Regions from separate parts of the Sus scrofa genome. Here region 2 is linked to region 1. Evidence: chromatin contacts called from public promoter capture Hi-C data. All regions are on one chromosome and are shown on one strand. The core of a region is the stretch at or near the end of the contact, and the rest is flanking DNA. Distances in the headings are between cores, read along the strand shown.

The links. Promoter capture Hi-C pulls out the DNA fragments that hold promoters and counts their contacts.
Region 2: a promoter capture Hi-C map of liver shows a contact between it and region 1, with 13 times the contacts expected there. The contact joins the enhancer-like site here to the promoter of STK10 in region 1. A contact is called at or near these places in 5 of 5 promoter capture datasets (fetal liver, fetal skeletal muscle, liver and 1 more), 35 of 47 Hi-C or Micro-C datasets (adipose tissue, alveolar macrophages, blood and 17 more) and 2 of 2 datasets of contacts at active chromatin or transcription factors (alveolar macrophages and skeletal muscle).

Annotation. Positions count from the first base shown.
Region 1 is chr16:52,000,215-52,008,106 of Sscrofa11.1, reverse strand. STK10 (serine/threonine-protein kinase 10) reads right to left here and starts at 4,339. Exons shown (of 19, transcript XM_021077114.1): 1 at 3,858-4,339. The coding sequence starts at 4,013.
Region 2 is chr16:52,084,970-52,092,861 of Sscrofa11.1, reverse strand. STK10 (serine/threonine-protein kinase 10) reads right to left here. Exons shown (of 19, transcript XM_021077114.1): 5 at 2,326-2,398; 6 at 1,148-1,342; 7 at 466-547. Among named protein-coding and RNA genes, the nearest start is that of STK10, 85 kb to the right of the region's middle. Within about 2 kb of position 4,766, at least 21 of the 83 cell types and tissues checked have an H3K27ac peak or open chromatin away from gene starts, as enhancers often do. A contact at or near this core is called in adipose tissue, alveolar macrophages, fetal liver and 4 more, where this site is marked.

The sequences.
Region 1 (7,892 bases), core at 3,090-5,589:
CCACGCCAGATTCGAGCCACATCTGCGAACTACACCACAGCTCACATCAACACCGAATCCTTAACCCACTGAGCGAGGCCAGGGATCGAACCCACGACCTCAGGGTTCCTAGTCGGATTCATTTCCGTTGCACCACGATGGGAACTCCCTTAACCCAACTCTCCTTAACCACACACTCCCTGTGTTCAGCGCCCAAGCACCTGGTTTCACCCACAGCTAAAGGCGGTTTTTTTTCCATGCCACATGACAGCAAACACTCCCCCTTCTGCCTTGTCTTCTGAATAAAGATTATTTTTAAGGACAAGAATTTTGAAACTACATAGCTCGTGACTTTGACTTCAGATCTAGTAATGAAACAATTTTTCTTTTGAAGTCATCTGAAATCGCTTAGGGAGGAGGTGAAAATGAACTTGACTTTGCACAAAATCAATCCCACGCTCTTCTTTTTCTCCTGAGATGAACGGGTGGCTTACCAGGAAGAACAGGGGGAAAGAGACACTAATGCTCAGACTTTGAGCCTCTGCAAGATACTCATCAGGAAATGCTAACTGGAGTCCTCACCGGACAAGCCTCTGATAAATTTCGATTCTATGGCTTCGTACACCAGGAAAATTCTCAGGAAGGCCTTCGCCACCTAGGCTGCCAGGAGAAACACCTGCTCGTTCGAGCATAGGGAGAGGAGATCGTCCTGGCATCCCTTCCCCAGCTCACAGCCAACTGGTTACCAAGGTGCCATGTCAAAATGGACGTTCTGGGAGTTCCCATTGCAGTGCAACGGAATCAGGGGCATCTCTGCAGCACCAGGAGGAAGGTTCGATCCCTGGCCCAGCACAGTGCTAAAGGATCTGGTGGTGTCGCAGCTGCAATACAGGTGGGTAGCAATTGTGGCTCGGGTCTGATCCCTGGCCTGGGAACTCCATATGTCCCAGGGCAGCCAGAAAAAAAAGGGGGGGAGGGGGACATTCTGGTCCCAGACATAAAACCTAGAAGGAACCCCTGGCTTGCGCTTCCAAGACGGCCATGCCAGGGAACAAGGACGTGGGAGGGAGTTACGGTCCCGGACTAGAGTCTTTAGTAAAGTAACACCTGCTTCAGTTTCAACTCTAAGGGGCCGAGTAAGGAGTTCCCTCCGTGGCTCAGTGGTAATGAACCCGACTAGGATCCATGAGGATGCAGGTTCAATCCCTGGCCTCTCTCAGTGGGTTAAGGATCTGGCTGTGGCTGTGGTGTAGGCTGGCAGCTGTAGCCCCGATTCGACCCCTAGCCTGGGAACCTCCATATGTCATGGGTGCGGCTCTAAAAAGCAAAAAAAAAGGCGGGGGAGAGGGGCTGAGTAAGCACCACTTCTCCAGGGTGGGAGACACAGGTCACAGGGACTTCTGATCCAAGACCGGTTTTCCTTGGCTGGTAACTAAATCCAGAGCCTTGGATTCTAGTCCCTTCCTTTCCTTGGGTCCCCATACTCTTACACATAACATGAGGCTGGGCTAGATCAGAGGGTCACACACTAAGGCCAGCCAGGTAACATCATAAATTGTTCAGGTATATCAGCCATCACACAGCTCTCCCGGTCTAGCTTTTCCTGAACATAATTAGGTGAAAATCTTGGGTTGGGAGGTGGTGGGGAGGGAGCTGCAGTGCAGCCAGCTCTCGACTCTGAGCGCTAGACTCACTCTTCAAAGGGTCCACGTGCTCTGGAGAAGCAGGAGGAGACAAAATAACTTGTGGACCAGAAGGGCTCCTTTGTAGGAAACTTTCAGAGTAACAGGGGAGTGTGACCACTAACGCAGACAGAAAGGACAACCGAAACTGACATGGAGAAATCTTACCAGCCTCGAAACAAAGTTCTGCATTTAGGTTGCAAAGAAAATGCACCATATGAAGCCAGGATTCGTTAGGGGACAGGGACGAGACTGTAATGGAAAGCCAGCCCCTAACAGAACAAACACCAATGAGAGCCAACAGCATGTACTAAAAACACCAACTGAGGAGTTTCCGCTGGGGCACAACAGAATCGGCGGCGTCTCTGGTTTTGATGCCCCGACCAGTGGGTTAAGGATCTAGCATGGCCGCAGCTGCAGCAGAGGCTGAAACTGGCTCAGATGTGATCCCTGGCCTGGGAACTCCATATGCCACGGAGGGGCCAAAAAAGAAGAAAAAAAGAAAGAAAGAAAGACACCAACTGAACCTTCTGGAGAGAGGAGAGGATGTTTGGAGCTGACCAAGGGTCTGGCTGCACTCATGGTGGTCGGAGCACACCTGGAAGAGCAGGCTCCGTTCAAGGACACCGGCAGGAGTGGGGGGAGGGAAGGGGAGGGGGGAGCCATGAGGCCGAGGACAGCAGCTCTGAGAAAAGATGCGGGAGTGCTGGCTGCCCTCGATTACGTGCAGATCCCTCAGGCAGCAAAGAGCAGCAAATCAAGGCAGTGAAGAGCCTCGGCTGTGAGTGTCACAGAGGCCTCTGCAACCGCAGAACCTTTGCTCCAGTGATGGTTCCGCCCTGCAACAGGAAGTGCTGGCTCAGAGGTGGTAAGGTAACAAAACTAACACCCGGAGGGGCCTTGGGTGGCCTCAAAATTGCCTCTAGAGCGGTGTTTCTCCAACTTCAAGGGCTTAGCAATTGCCTAGGGATCTTGTCAAAATGCAGACCCTACGTTAGGAGGTCAGGGGTAGGGCCTGAGATTCTGCATTTCTAACGCACTTCCAAGCTTCCAGGTGATGCTCATGCTACTCCTTCCCCGACTACACTTGGGTAACGAGGCTCCACCACTGTCAAGGCAAAGAGAGCAAGTCTTGACCAGAGCGCCTACAGAAACCGTCTCTGGGATCCAGCCTCCTCAAAAGACATTCCTGGGGTCAGAGTGGCCTGCAAACTACAGGAGCCCTTCCTTCCTGCAGCTTGGGGATGGTAACTTGGGAAGGGGATGCCTTCCTGGAGGTACCACCAGCTTTAACATGTGGGTCTCTTTCAGCATAGGGTTTCCTGGGCGAAAGGAAATCAGGGAAAGGGTGGAGTCAAGTCCTAAGTGTTTGGGTCCCTAACGCGACTCAGCAACTCAGAATTTGTTCACAGCACCGGGAACCAGGCAATGACCTGCGGCAAACGTGTCTAGAATTAATCAGCTCTGCCCCCACCCACCCCTCCACAAAAGCTCTCTCGCTTCTTATTCCCCTAAGGGAAGGTGACTGCAGCCTGGGAGACTCCCCAGCTGTGACTCATCTACAGAATCAAATCTGATCCCCCAAGCGCCGGATTCACGAGGCCCTGACCTACCCCTCTGCCGGCCCCAGTCCACATTTCCAAGCCTAACCTCGAACTCTACACCTCCCCCCACCCCCCACCGCGATTTCCTATCTCGCATCTCTGGCTTCTCTTCAGGTGCCTACCCAACTTCACCGGTCACAACCCTTTCAGCTGCAGCTGTGTTTCTCCGTCCCCATCGCCTCGGCATTCTCACAGCTTCTGGGTGGCGTCCCTTAAAAAGTATACCTAGTATCCCAGCTTTAGCGCAGATGCCTCATCTGAGGATGCTAAAGTCTTATAAGCGCCCCTTTGTCTCCCCCTGCGGCGCCGAGAGCCGAGAGCCGTGCGGGGCGCACAGGAAGTGCTCAGAAACTTAGCCCCGGGGCAGCAGCCTTGCCCAGAGAGGGAGTTGGGTGCGCAGAGACTCAGTCGGGCTGAGCGTGGGCACCCCCTCCCCCAAAGAACAAGGGTCACCAGGACAAGAACCTGAGTTCAGGGCCAAGCAGCCCCTCTGCGCTCTCCCGAGCGGTGAGCGAGACTAACCAGGGCCAGCGCCCCTTCCTTCCGGAACCGCTCCGCGAGCCCCGAACCACCCACACCCCAGCGCCCTCACCTTGTAAACTTTGCCGAAGGCACCGTCGCCCAACTCGCCCACGATCTCCCACACCTCGTTGGGATCCAAGTCCCGGCGGACGTGCTCGTATTCGCGGGACTTTCTCTTTTCGAAGGTAGACAAGCGCAAGATGCGGCGGAAATTGGCGAAAGCCATGGCTAGGGGCACGCGAGCCGGGGGGCGAGGTGGCGCCGGCTCGGGCTCGGGCTGTGGCTCCGGCGGCCGCGAAGAGGAAGGGCTGGAGAGACGCCGCGGCGCTTGGGGTTCTCCCCAGACCCGCCCTTCCCCGCAGCCGGACACGGGTCAAGTGCGCCCAGGGCTCAGCGCCGCGGGAGCACCCGGAACCGCGCAGGCGGCTGTGGTCCCCGCCCCCGCTCGGTCCTGTCCCCGGGCTGCCTCCCGATGCCTGCCCGGCTCGCGCCGCGCCCCCGCCCAACCCGCCAGCCCCGGGACGCGTTCCGGGTACCCGGCCCCGCGCCCGCCCTCCTGCCCGGCTCCACCTGCAGCTCTTCGGCAGCGCCCAGAGACCCCCTAATTGGCTGCGGGCGCTGCCGGGCTCCGCCCATCGCCGCAGGGCACTCTGGAAACTGTAGTTCCCCCCGCGCGCCGCGAGCTGGCGAGCCACCGACCAGGCTTTGGGGAGTTGAGGAAACCCTTCAGCCGGGACCCCTCCGGGTCTGGGAGACCCGCCGCCTCTTATGGCTCCCCAAATTTCTGCGGGAGCAGGAGGGGAAGCGAATTGGCTTGTCACGAGTGCCCACTGATTGTTGTCCAAAGACCAAGAAGGCGAACTGGCATTAATCATTTAACCCGCCGGGTAACCATCCCGCTAGGCTGCTCTGCTCGCGCCCACTTTTCAGCTGGGAGCGCCAGGCGGGAAGGGCACCGGTCCGGGGCTACATATCCTGCTGGTGGATCCGGTGCCGGTTCCTCGGCGCGATGCTGCCTCCTAGCGAGGAAAATGCTGCGCCCTTGCGGCCGTGGGTGAGTCCCTGGAGGCCCAGGCTGGTTTCCTGCTTCCCAGGGGCTCTGCCCCATGGTGATCCACCGGCCAGGGTTGCTGGGCTAGGAGAAGAGCTCCTTGAGAGTTTATCACATGCTTCATAAGGGATCTTCAGATATATTTGCATATTAAGTAAAACGTTTCTTAATTTCCCAATTTTTCTAAGTAAGCTCCCCGTACGTAGAACCGAAATCTTTTGACCACCATCATCTTCGATCCTGGTCGTTTTCACCTGCCACTATTGTCTCTAGGACAGTTATACTTTTATGTATGTATGTATGTATGTATTTAAGGGCCGCAGGTGTGGCATACGGATGTTCCCAGGCTAGGGGTCTCATCAGAGCTACAGCGGCGGGTCTACGCCACAGCCACGCCAGATGCGAGCCTCCTCTGCGACCTACACCATAGCACCTCGCCTAAACACTGGATCCTTAACCCATGGAGTGAGACTAAGGATTGAACCCGCCTCTTCGGGGTTACTATCAGTTTCGTTTTTTCTGCTAAACCACAAAGGAAACTCCCTAGGACGGTTATACTTTTATCTAAATCTGCTAAGTAGGTTCCAAGTAGCAAGTCCGGAGGGTTGGGCAGCCTGTAAATCTTCTTATGGTAACTCTCCCTCATAAGCAAATGCAATCTGAGTGAAAGTCATACCCCAATTGTCCCCATCCCTGTGGAGAACCATCAGTGTGGAGATATTTTCAGCCCTCCCTGAGCCGTATGCAAACACCAATTACAGTTCCAAATGTAGAAAGCCAACCACAGAAGGCTGGGGTGCTGGTGGTGGTCTGTAAGAAGGGCACCCTGAGCAAAAGTTGCCAAGCATTTTGAAATGTCCCCACAACTCAATGAGTGGTTGCAATTGTAGAGGGTCTTTCTCACTAAAAGAAGAAAACACAGCCCAAGACTGAGCCCTCATTGACTAAGCCCACATCTAAACCTCCCACAACAGGCTGGAAGGCAGCCTTTTCATTAGTTTCAGTCTATTTGACCAACACTATGACAAGAGAAGGGGGACCACTGGGAGGCTTTCCCACTGGGAAGTGGAGGCATTTAGCACAGGGCAGTCAGGAAGGACTAGAAGTCCCCGGCCAGTTCATCCCAGGCTGGGCACAGCCACACAGGACTCTGTGAGACTGGCTCTACAACAGCACCAGAAAAAATGAAAAGAGAATCAGAAATGGAGAGCGTCACTCAAAAATGTTATAAGGGAAAGAAGCCAGACACAAAAGACCACACGTCCTATGATTCCATTTATATGAAATGCCTAAAAAAGGCACCTCCTTAGGGAATAAAAGTAGATTAACAGTTGCCACGGGCTGGGTTGAAATGGACATGAGGAGTCTTATTGGGGCGATGAAAATGTTCTAAAACTGGATTATTATGGTGAGGATGTGATAACCTGGCAAATTGACTAAAAAATTTTATCACTGAATTGTACACTTGAAATGGATGAATTTTATGATATGCAAACTATTCCTAAGTAAAGTTGTAAGAAATCAAACAGAGGGATGCAACAAAACCACAGCTCTATCTCTGCAATAGACAAGGCTGGTCAAAGAAAGAAAAAAGAAAGTTGCAGAAAGAAAAAATATTCACCAAGACAGTGAAAATGAAAAGGAGGGCATAATATTCAGTCCCATAGAGATTTTGAAATCATAAAATGATATTTTAAACATTTTTATGTGAATACATTTTAATCTATATCAAAAGGGTAATCATGTAAAAGAAAATATACATTTTATAAACAAATGATATATAAACATACACATGATAAATGATATGTAAAAGATACATAATGTCAATAAGAAAAAAAAGCCCAAATAAGCTAATAACCGATAAAGAAATAAATCAAAAATCTGAAGTGTGCCCCCACTGAATGGACATCTTGTTATGTGGTTTTACAAATAATTTCTCCCTTTGCATAAATTCTTTTTTTTTTTTTTTTGCTTTTTAGGGCCACACCCGGCCTACACCACAGCCACAGCAACGCTAGATCTGAGCCAAATCTTCAACCTGCACCACAGCTCACAGCAATGCCAGATCCTTAACCCACCGAGCAAGGCCAGGAATTGAACCCGCATTCTCATGGATACTAGTCAGGTTTATTACCACTGAGCCACAATGGGAACACCCTGTATAAATTCTTTAGGAAGATAGAAAAAAGGGAAATATACTCATTTTTATGAGGTTTGCTACCCTAGGTAGGGATAATAAAAGAAAATTGAAGCTATTTCGCATAGGAAATAGATGGGGGGAAAATACTGGTAAGATGAAAACCAAGTTGAATAAAAACATCATGACCAAGAAAAGTTTATCCCGGAATAAAAGAATGGTTCTACCCAGGACTAAAAGCTATTAAAGTAAGACACTGGGAGTTCCCATCGTGGCTCCATGGGTTAAGGACCCGATGTTGTCTCTGTGAGGATGCAGGTTTGATCCCTGGCCTTGCTCAGTGGGTTGAGGATCCGGTGTTGCTGCAAGCTGTGGAGGAGGTCACAGGCGTGGTTCAGATCAGGTTGCTGTGGCTGTGTGGAGGCCAGCAGCTGTAGCTCCAGTCTGACTTCTAGCCGGAGAACTTCCATATGCCCCATAAGCCCCAGGTGCGGCTGTTAAAAAAAAAAAAAAAAAAAAAAAAAAGATGCCTCATTGACAAAGTAAAGAAGAAAATCGCATAGTCTCAACAGTCACAGAGAACGCATTTGACCAGCTTCTTAGATTGGATTTCCCCAGAAATAAGGATCTGAATGTAAGCACTTTATCTGGGCTGTGATGCCTGGAGGGAGTGGGGAATCAAGAGAGGAGAGGTTTGAAGCCAGGAAACGTGTACCTTGTTGTCCTTAACCGCTGGGTCAACTGGGGTTTAATCCCACTAGGGAATTCCAGGCGTCAAGGCTGCAACACACTTCCGACTCAGCCTCTCTGAGCGTCAAGGACATTGGGGAATTTTTCTTTAAACCCATTTGTCCTTGGCCAAGGGTGCTTCCTAGGGCCGGACTTCTAACCTGCCCTGCAAGATGGCCAGGAGAACG
Region 2 (7,892 bases), core at 3,517-6,016, 84 kb before region 1:
CCTGCGCCTCGGCCTCCTGGCTCTCCCGACTCGCACCAGTAGAACTCCTGCTGAAGACCTCTGCCCGGGCTCTCAAGTACCACTTGTCTTGCGCCTCACTTCCTCCAGGTGTCTGCGCACACAGAGCCCTCTGCGCCCACCCTTTACAGGAGAGCAAGCCCTTCCAGGCCCCCATCCGCCATGCCTCTTTTGCTCCAAGCCCTACAGCCCTCCTGCCACGTGCCCTGTCTGCTTGTCTGCCGTCTGTCTCCCCCACTGGAATGGAAGCTCCACGAGGACAGGGCTGTGGGAGCTCCCTTCACCACGGCCCTCCCCACACCCGGGCTGGCACAGGAAACATCAGCGGATGAGTGAACAGCTGTGCACGATGCCGCCTGGGCTGGGGGAAGACGCATCCAGCTTCCAGGTCCCAGGTGATGTGTTCACAGGAAGGGCAGGCAGCCACCGGGAAAGGGGACCACTCACCTCCAAAAGCTGTGCGGCGCTGGGCCGGGTCTCTGGGTTCTTATCCAGAGCCGTCTTCAGGAAGTCTCGGAACTCCACAGACCTGGGAGGACAGACAGATGGCGGCGGTAAGCTGGGAGTGGGCAAGAGCCGAGAAAACTCCCCACATCACAGACACCACTCTTCCGGGAGTCACGTGCTTCCCAAACACGCCCCTCAAAGGACAAAAGGGTGCCTCGATCTGCTAAAGGCAGAGGCGTCGGGGCCGTCAAGACACCCTTCTCGTCAGGGACATCACTGAAAGAGGGACATGGAAATCATAGGAGCAGGGACTCGCCAAAGCCACTCAGGGAAACATGGCCGTGCAGGGGTTCAAGCCCCCAGTCCCAGTCCAGGGTTTTGTGCCATGTGGATGCCAGGGTTTGTGCGGGCTCTTATTCCTGCAGTGGGATCCGGCTTCTTTGGGTTATCTGGTCCACTCTGGTGGAAAGCCAATGTCCAGAGCACAGAGGAACAAAAAAGCCACAGGGGCCCAGGGGACTCAAAAAGGCCTACAGGCCCCCAGACCCAGCCACGTCCCAAACGCGGGGCCCAGCAGTGACAGCAGAGCCCTGCCCCCGACCTCCCCCCACCCTGCCCATCCCCTGTCCCGGGTCCACTGGTCGTCCAGCAAACACCGTCAGGCAGGCCCCTGGCTGCCTACCATTTAGACGGTGTGAGCAGCGTGGGAGGGTCCGACTTGGCGATCTTGAGCAGGACCCGCATGGGGTTGAGCTCGTGGTGCGGGGGCTCGATCTGGGCCATCTCGATCAGAGTGATGCCCAGGGACCAGATGTCGGCTTTGTAGTCATACGGGGTGTCCTTCATGGTCTCACACATCACCACTTCAGGGGCCATCCTGAACCAACCAAGGGACAACAGAGGCTCAGACCCTGGCCTGCACAGGCGCTTCTTGGAGACGTGGGGTCAAGGAGCAGCACAAGCCAACATCAGGCTGTTGGCAGCCTCTCAAATCATGATTTGCATTCCTTTCCATTCCACTGTCTTCCTTAGGATGGTTCTCACAGGTCTTCCAAGCGGCTCCGCAGTCAGGTTTTGCGGCAGTTCCTGATTCCTACCACAAGATGGCAGCAACAATCCAGAACACAGGGTCCTGGGGAAGGAAGGGGTGGGTGGGGGCCGTGGGGAAGGGACCCCCGAAAAAGGGGAGGGGGAGAGAATACGACAGCACAGAGAAGGGATGGGAGAGATGGGGACAAAGAGGAATAAAAAGGGCAGAGAGAGAAAGAAAGAGTAAGCGATAAGCAAGCAAGAAAAGAGACTAACTCCACAATGGGAAATAATTAGTGCAGATGAAAAACAGAAAGTAGATAGATATGAAACTGAAAGAGGTTTAAAAAAAAAAAAAAAGTAATAGTTTTGGAAAAGAAGAAAACACAACGGACTGAAGAAGTCTGGGAAGACCTCCCAAGAGGGTAGGAGCTGAACTTGGACTGTTCATTTTCACAGCCCCAGCTCCGTGCCTGGCACACAACCCATGAATTAATCAAGAACGCTTTTTTGGAGGTGTGAGCTCAGTCGTTATTAATGGGGCATTTTCTATATGCATCAGCCCATTGAAGCCTCACAATAATCCACCATGTGAGCGCAACTGTACCCTGGATTTTACAGATGAATAAACTGAGGCACACAAGCCCAGGCTGAGCAAGGGGGCCGAGGTCTCAGCAACTAGTCAAGGGGCCTCTGGACTCAGACCCAGCGGGCTGACACGGAAGCCCCTGCCTCCTGTCCTCTGTCCTCCAGACCAGCCAGAGGTCACCGTGGGGAGTTGGAGGTGGAAGTTCTGGCCACCATTCCATTCCCAGAAGCTCCACGACTCACCAGTAAGGCGTTCCTATGAAGGAATCTCGTTTCTGCAGAGTTTTCAGATTCTTGGCAGACACACCAAAGTCAGCTGCAAGACAGGAATCTCAGATAGAGTATTCGATGGACATTCCTCCACCCACAGCCCCGGGGTGTGGACTCAGAGGTTCAGGTTTCAAATCAACTACCAGATACCATTTTCTACTTAGCAATTACTGATCATTAAAAAATAATATTTACCGGAGTTCCCGTCATGGCTCAGCGGTTAATGAACCCCACTAGCATCCATGAGGATGCGGGTTCGATCCCTGGCCTCGCTCAGTGGGTTAAAGATCCAGCGTTGCTGGGAGCTGTGGTGTGGGTCACAGACTCAGCTCGGATCCCAAGTTGCTGTGGCTGTAGTGTAGGCCAGCAGCTGCAGCTCCAATTTGACCCCTACCTGGGAACCTCCATATGCTGTGGGTACAGACAAAAAAATATATATATATTCACCACTTTAAGAGTGTATTCAGACATGCACTTTCCTATTTGCTAATGAGAATATAAAGTGAAGAGCCAAGAAAAGCAGCTTGGTGAGAAAAAGTAAGAACCGTAAAAATACCTAAATCTAGGAATCGGCCTTAATGAAATAATCTTAAATATATATTAAAAAAAATATGCACTGAATTCCCTGGCAGCCTGGAAGTTAAGGATTTGTCATCACTGCTGTGGCTCAGGTTTGATCCCTGGCCTGGGTACTTCTGCATGCCACAGGCATGGCAAAAATATATGTGTATGTGTGTGTATGTGTGTGTGTGTGTGTGTAATGTATGAGAATTATATATATAATAATTTATATATATGTATGTATGTATAAAGTTGTTCATTGAAATGCCATTACAATAAAGACAAATTTAAATGACCATAATTGGAGTTCCCGTCGTGGTGCAACAGAAACAAATCCAACTAGGAACCATGAGGTTGCAGGTTTGATCCCTGGCCTTGCTCAGTGGTTTAAAGATCTGGTGTTGCCATGAGCTGTGGTGTAGGTTGCAGATGCGGCTCGGATCCCGCGTTGCTGTGGCTCTGGTGTAGGCCGGAGGCTACAGCTCTGATTCGTCCCATAGCCTGGGAACCTCCATATGCCGCAGGTGTGGCCCTGAAAAGCCAAAAAAGACAAAAAAGTAAAATAAAATGACCATAATTGCTTGGGGAGTGATTTATAACTTCTTATATGTAATATATAATATATCCTCTCTTTTCCAAGAAGGATTTAGGATGGCAGATCAAATATATACACACAGAGCAAGATGAACTAGGTAATTGGGAGAAGTAAGAAAATAGAGTGTGACCAACTGAAGAGTGTGATGCACACACTTAGGATGGAATCTTTTATAGCTTTTAAAGTTTTGAAGTATTTTATTCCATTTTTTTTTTGGCCACACCATCGCACGCAGAAATTCCCGGGGCCAAGGATCGAACTTGCGCCACAGCAACGACAATGCCGGACCCTTCGCACACTGCACTACAGGAGAACTCCCTCACTGACCAAGTATTCTGTGCCAGGCACTGTTTCAGGCACAGAGAGGACCCAAAGTCCTCACCCTTGTGGGGCTTGTTCTGGGGGTAGGAACAGGCCCTAACAGCACATGATTCCTGGTGATGAGAAGGGCCACGCAGGGCTAAGGCAGGACAAAAGGACAGAGCGCTGGGTGGGTGGATGGCTGTTTTAGACAGGAGGGCAAGGTCTAGGGGAAGATATTTCCAGGCAGAGGAAACAAGCTGGCTGGAGGACCCAGGAGGGGCAGAGCAGCTCGGCTGGAAGCAGGTGGATCTGCATCGGGGCGAGGGGAGGGGGGAGCCAGGCGGGGTCAGAATTGGCACCAAACCTCTGCCCCTCAATTTCCCTGCCTGTCGCACAGGGATGGTGCGCCTGGAGAACTACTTTGTAGGGTGGCATGGGGATTCAATGTCACACATAAAGCACGCAGCTCCAAGCCCGGCTCTCGGTAAAGGCTCGAATTATCTACGCAGGACCTGAGCTGTCGCCCTTGAGATCCTCAGTCTGAAATAAGGAGGAAGCTGTGCTGAGACCCCCTGCTGGGAGTGGTCAGGAAACCCAGTCTCTGAGCCTTGGTCCATGAAAACCAGACAAGAGCCACTCTGTCAGCTGATGACAGGGTTCCTGGGACAGGCTGGCTCTTGCGGGTGGGGAGTGTGGCCTTGCAGGGTGGGAGCAGCAGCTCCTGCAGGGCGAGAGGTAAAACCCAGGAAAGCCAGGTGAGTGGCTGGGCTCTGCTGCTGCCTGCCTGGGTGGCCTGAGTAAGTGACCAGCCTTCTGGGCTCCTGGGCAAGAATGGGGGACCGGGCTCACCTCCTTCCTGCCAGGCCCACGTGGGCCTGGCTCCCCTGCAAACCCGACAATGCCTGGCACACCGAGCCAGGAAATCTTCGCAGGAGACTAACAGCCTCTGAGACCCAGGCTGAGACTTCTAGGAGGGAGGCTGGAGCTGGCCATTCCGCCACCACAGTGCCCTCTGGCCCCTTCCGGAGAAGGGAGGGGAAAAGCAGAAACCACCAAGTTTCAAAATGACACACAGTTGGTCCCCAGGGCCCTCCCTGAAGCAAGGGCCTGCCAGCTTTTGGGTGGCTGCTACTTCCTCTTCTGGGGCCGGGCCAGGAGGGCGGGGCAGCCCCTCCCTGCAGCCCTGGAACCTGGAACATCCGGCCATCCCTGGGCAGGGGTGGCCCCTGCCATGTGGTCCCTGAATGGCGTTTATAAGCTGTGTCCCCTGAGAGGTAGCTGCCCACCCTGGGCCAATTCGAAAGCATTTTCTTTTTTTCTTTTTTTTTTCGGGCCAAACCTGTGGCACATGGAGGTTCCCAGGCTAGGGGTCGAATCGCAGAGCTGCAGCTGCAGGTCTACACCACAGCCACAGCCACACCAGATACTTAATACACTGATAGAGGCCAGGGATCAAACCCACATGTTCATGGATACTAGTTGAGTTCTTAAGGGGCTAAACCACAATGGAAACTCCTCAAAGGGGATTTTCTTCGGGCTGAATCTCCCATTGAAAACATTCCCCACTCCCCTTCTCCTCCTTTACAAAGAGAATCAGGACAAGGGCAGCAGGTGGTGGGGACTCCGTAAACTATCATTTCCACAAGGAAAGAGATCTTGGCTGCTTTGTCCAGAGCTGTATCCCAGCATCACATCTGCCACGTGAAGGACTCAGCAGGCCAATCAAATGAGCAACGGAACAAGTGCATGGACAGGAAAAAATGACAAACCTGGGTTTTAAGGAACATGTTTTTGTTTGTTTGTTTTGTCTATTTATGCTTGTACCTGCAGCACATGGAGGTTCCCAGGCTAGGAGTCGAAACAGAGCTACAGCTGCCAGCCTACACCAGAGCCGCAGCCACAACAGATCCAAGCCACCGTCTGCGACCTACACCGCAGCTCACAGCAAGGCCGAATTCTTAACCCACTGAGCGAGGCCAGGGATTGAACCTGCATCCTCATGGATCCCAGTCAGGTCCATTAACCACTGAGCTATGATGGGAATGCCTAAAAAACATGTTTGACGACAGTTCTCCCTCTGGAAGCAGATGCCCCCAAACCAGATTTCTCACATACACGGAAGCTCCTGAAAGCATTATTCAAAAGAGTGGAAAATCGGAAAGAACCCAGGTTGGAGCCTGGTTGGGGACAGTTCTATAAATTTGGGCTCACCCCAACCATGAGGTAATATGCAGCCCTTAAAAAAACGAGCTTGCCGTGTGCATACTAACTTGGAATTTTGTCCATAACATGCTGTCCCCGCGGCAGGGCTGGCAAACATGCACAGTATGAATTCCAATTGTATCTGTTTTGACATTTCTTTTTACAGCCGCACCCTCGGCACATGGAGGTTCCCAGGCGAGGGGTCCAATAGGAGCTGTGGCCGCCGGCCTACACCACAGCCACAGCAACACGGGATCTGAGCCATGTCTCCAACCTACACCGCAGCTCACAACAATGCTGGATCTTTAACCCGCTGAGCGAGGCCAGGGATTGAACACACATCCGTATGGATACTAGTCAGATTCGTTATAACCACTGAGCCAGGACAGGAACTCCTCCTAGAAAGCGTTTTTGATGGAGAGCATACAGCCCTTTTATGGTTCAATAAGCTGAAATGTATATGGCAAAGTTTGATGGGGGGATGGTGGGGCTTTGTTTTTGTTTTTTCTTTTTTAAGTAAAATCCCCTGGGGTCCAGGATGTGGTGAGAGAACTTCACACTCAGCTGGGGCAGGGGGTGGGGGTGTAAACTGGTGCATCCAGCAGGAAGGGCACACTGGACGCTGGTATCAACACCACCTGAAACGTTGCACACACCCAACAATCCTGCTTCTGTGGATCCCTCTTAAAGGCGTGATTGCAGACAGACCCATGAACAAGTGTGCCTGTCACTAGACTTATTAGAGCATAATATGAGAAACCTCACAAGAGGTCTAACTATCCAACTTTGGGGGTTTCATAGTAAATTATGGTTTGTGCATGTGATGGAATATGAGAAAAACATTAAACATTCATGTTTCTGAGGAATACTTAAGGATATGGGGAAAAGGTTCTGATAGTATCCCATTTTTTTTTTAAGCTGATTGGTCAACTATCTATATATATCCTACAACCACAACTTTTAAAAAAAAAATAAGTTGCTCTAATAAAAACCAATATTTACTGAGAACTTATCAAGTATACAGCACTATGTCAAGAGGCTTACGCATGTCATTTTGCATCTCATCAGCATATCTATTCCTATGCATATCATTTACATCTATGACCCCTGAGGCAGGGACAATGATCACCCCCATTCTGCAGATAAGGACAATGAAGTTTAGAAAGATTCAGTAACTTGCCAAGAGTCGCTGGGCTCTGAGGACAGATGCAACACGAAGTCTATGTTGTTTGCCATCCTCTGGTCCCATCTTTCTAAGCATAGAAAAAAGGCTGGAAGGAGGCCCACAGTGGTACATTCTGGCAAGATTAGAAGGGACTTTCATTTTTTTCTTTCTTTCTTTCTTTTTTTTTTTGGCCACACCCACAGCTTATGGAAGTTCACAGGCCAGGGATCAAATCCGAGCTGCAGCTATAGCAACGCCAGATCCTTAACCCACTACACGGGGCCAGGGATCAAACCCTCGCTTCCGCACCAACCCAAACCGCTGCAGTCAGATCCTTGACACCCGGCACCACAGTGAGAACTCGTTTCCTTCTTTATAAGTCTTATTTCTAACTGTTTAAAGGACTGTACTCATTCATTTATATATTTTTCTTATCACCAAGGCAATGCTGTTCATCAAAAATTCAAACATTTACAGAAATAAAAAGCCTCCCTAATCCTGGCAAAGATAACCTCTTATGAGTGTGTTGCACAGAGCTCCAAATGTATTTCTATGAATAAAAATTATATATGTAAATAAAAATATATTTAAATGATCAATATAGATCATTTTCAGGTTATTTGCTGCTTTTAAAAATGAAATCAGATTAAACATACTATTTTGAAACTTGTTTTCTTTCCTTCACAGTATGTGTATATATATATACACACACAC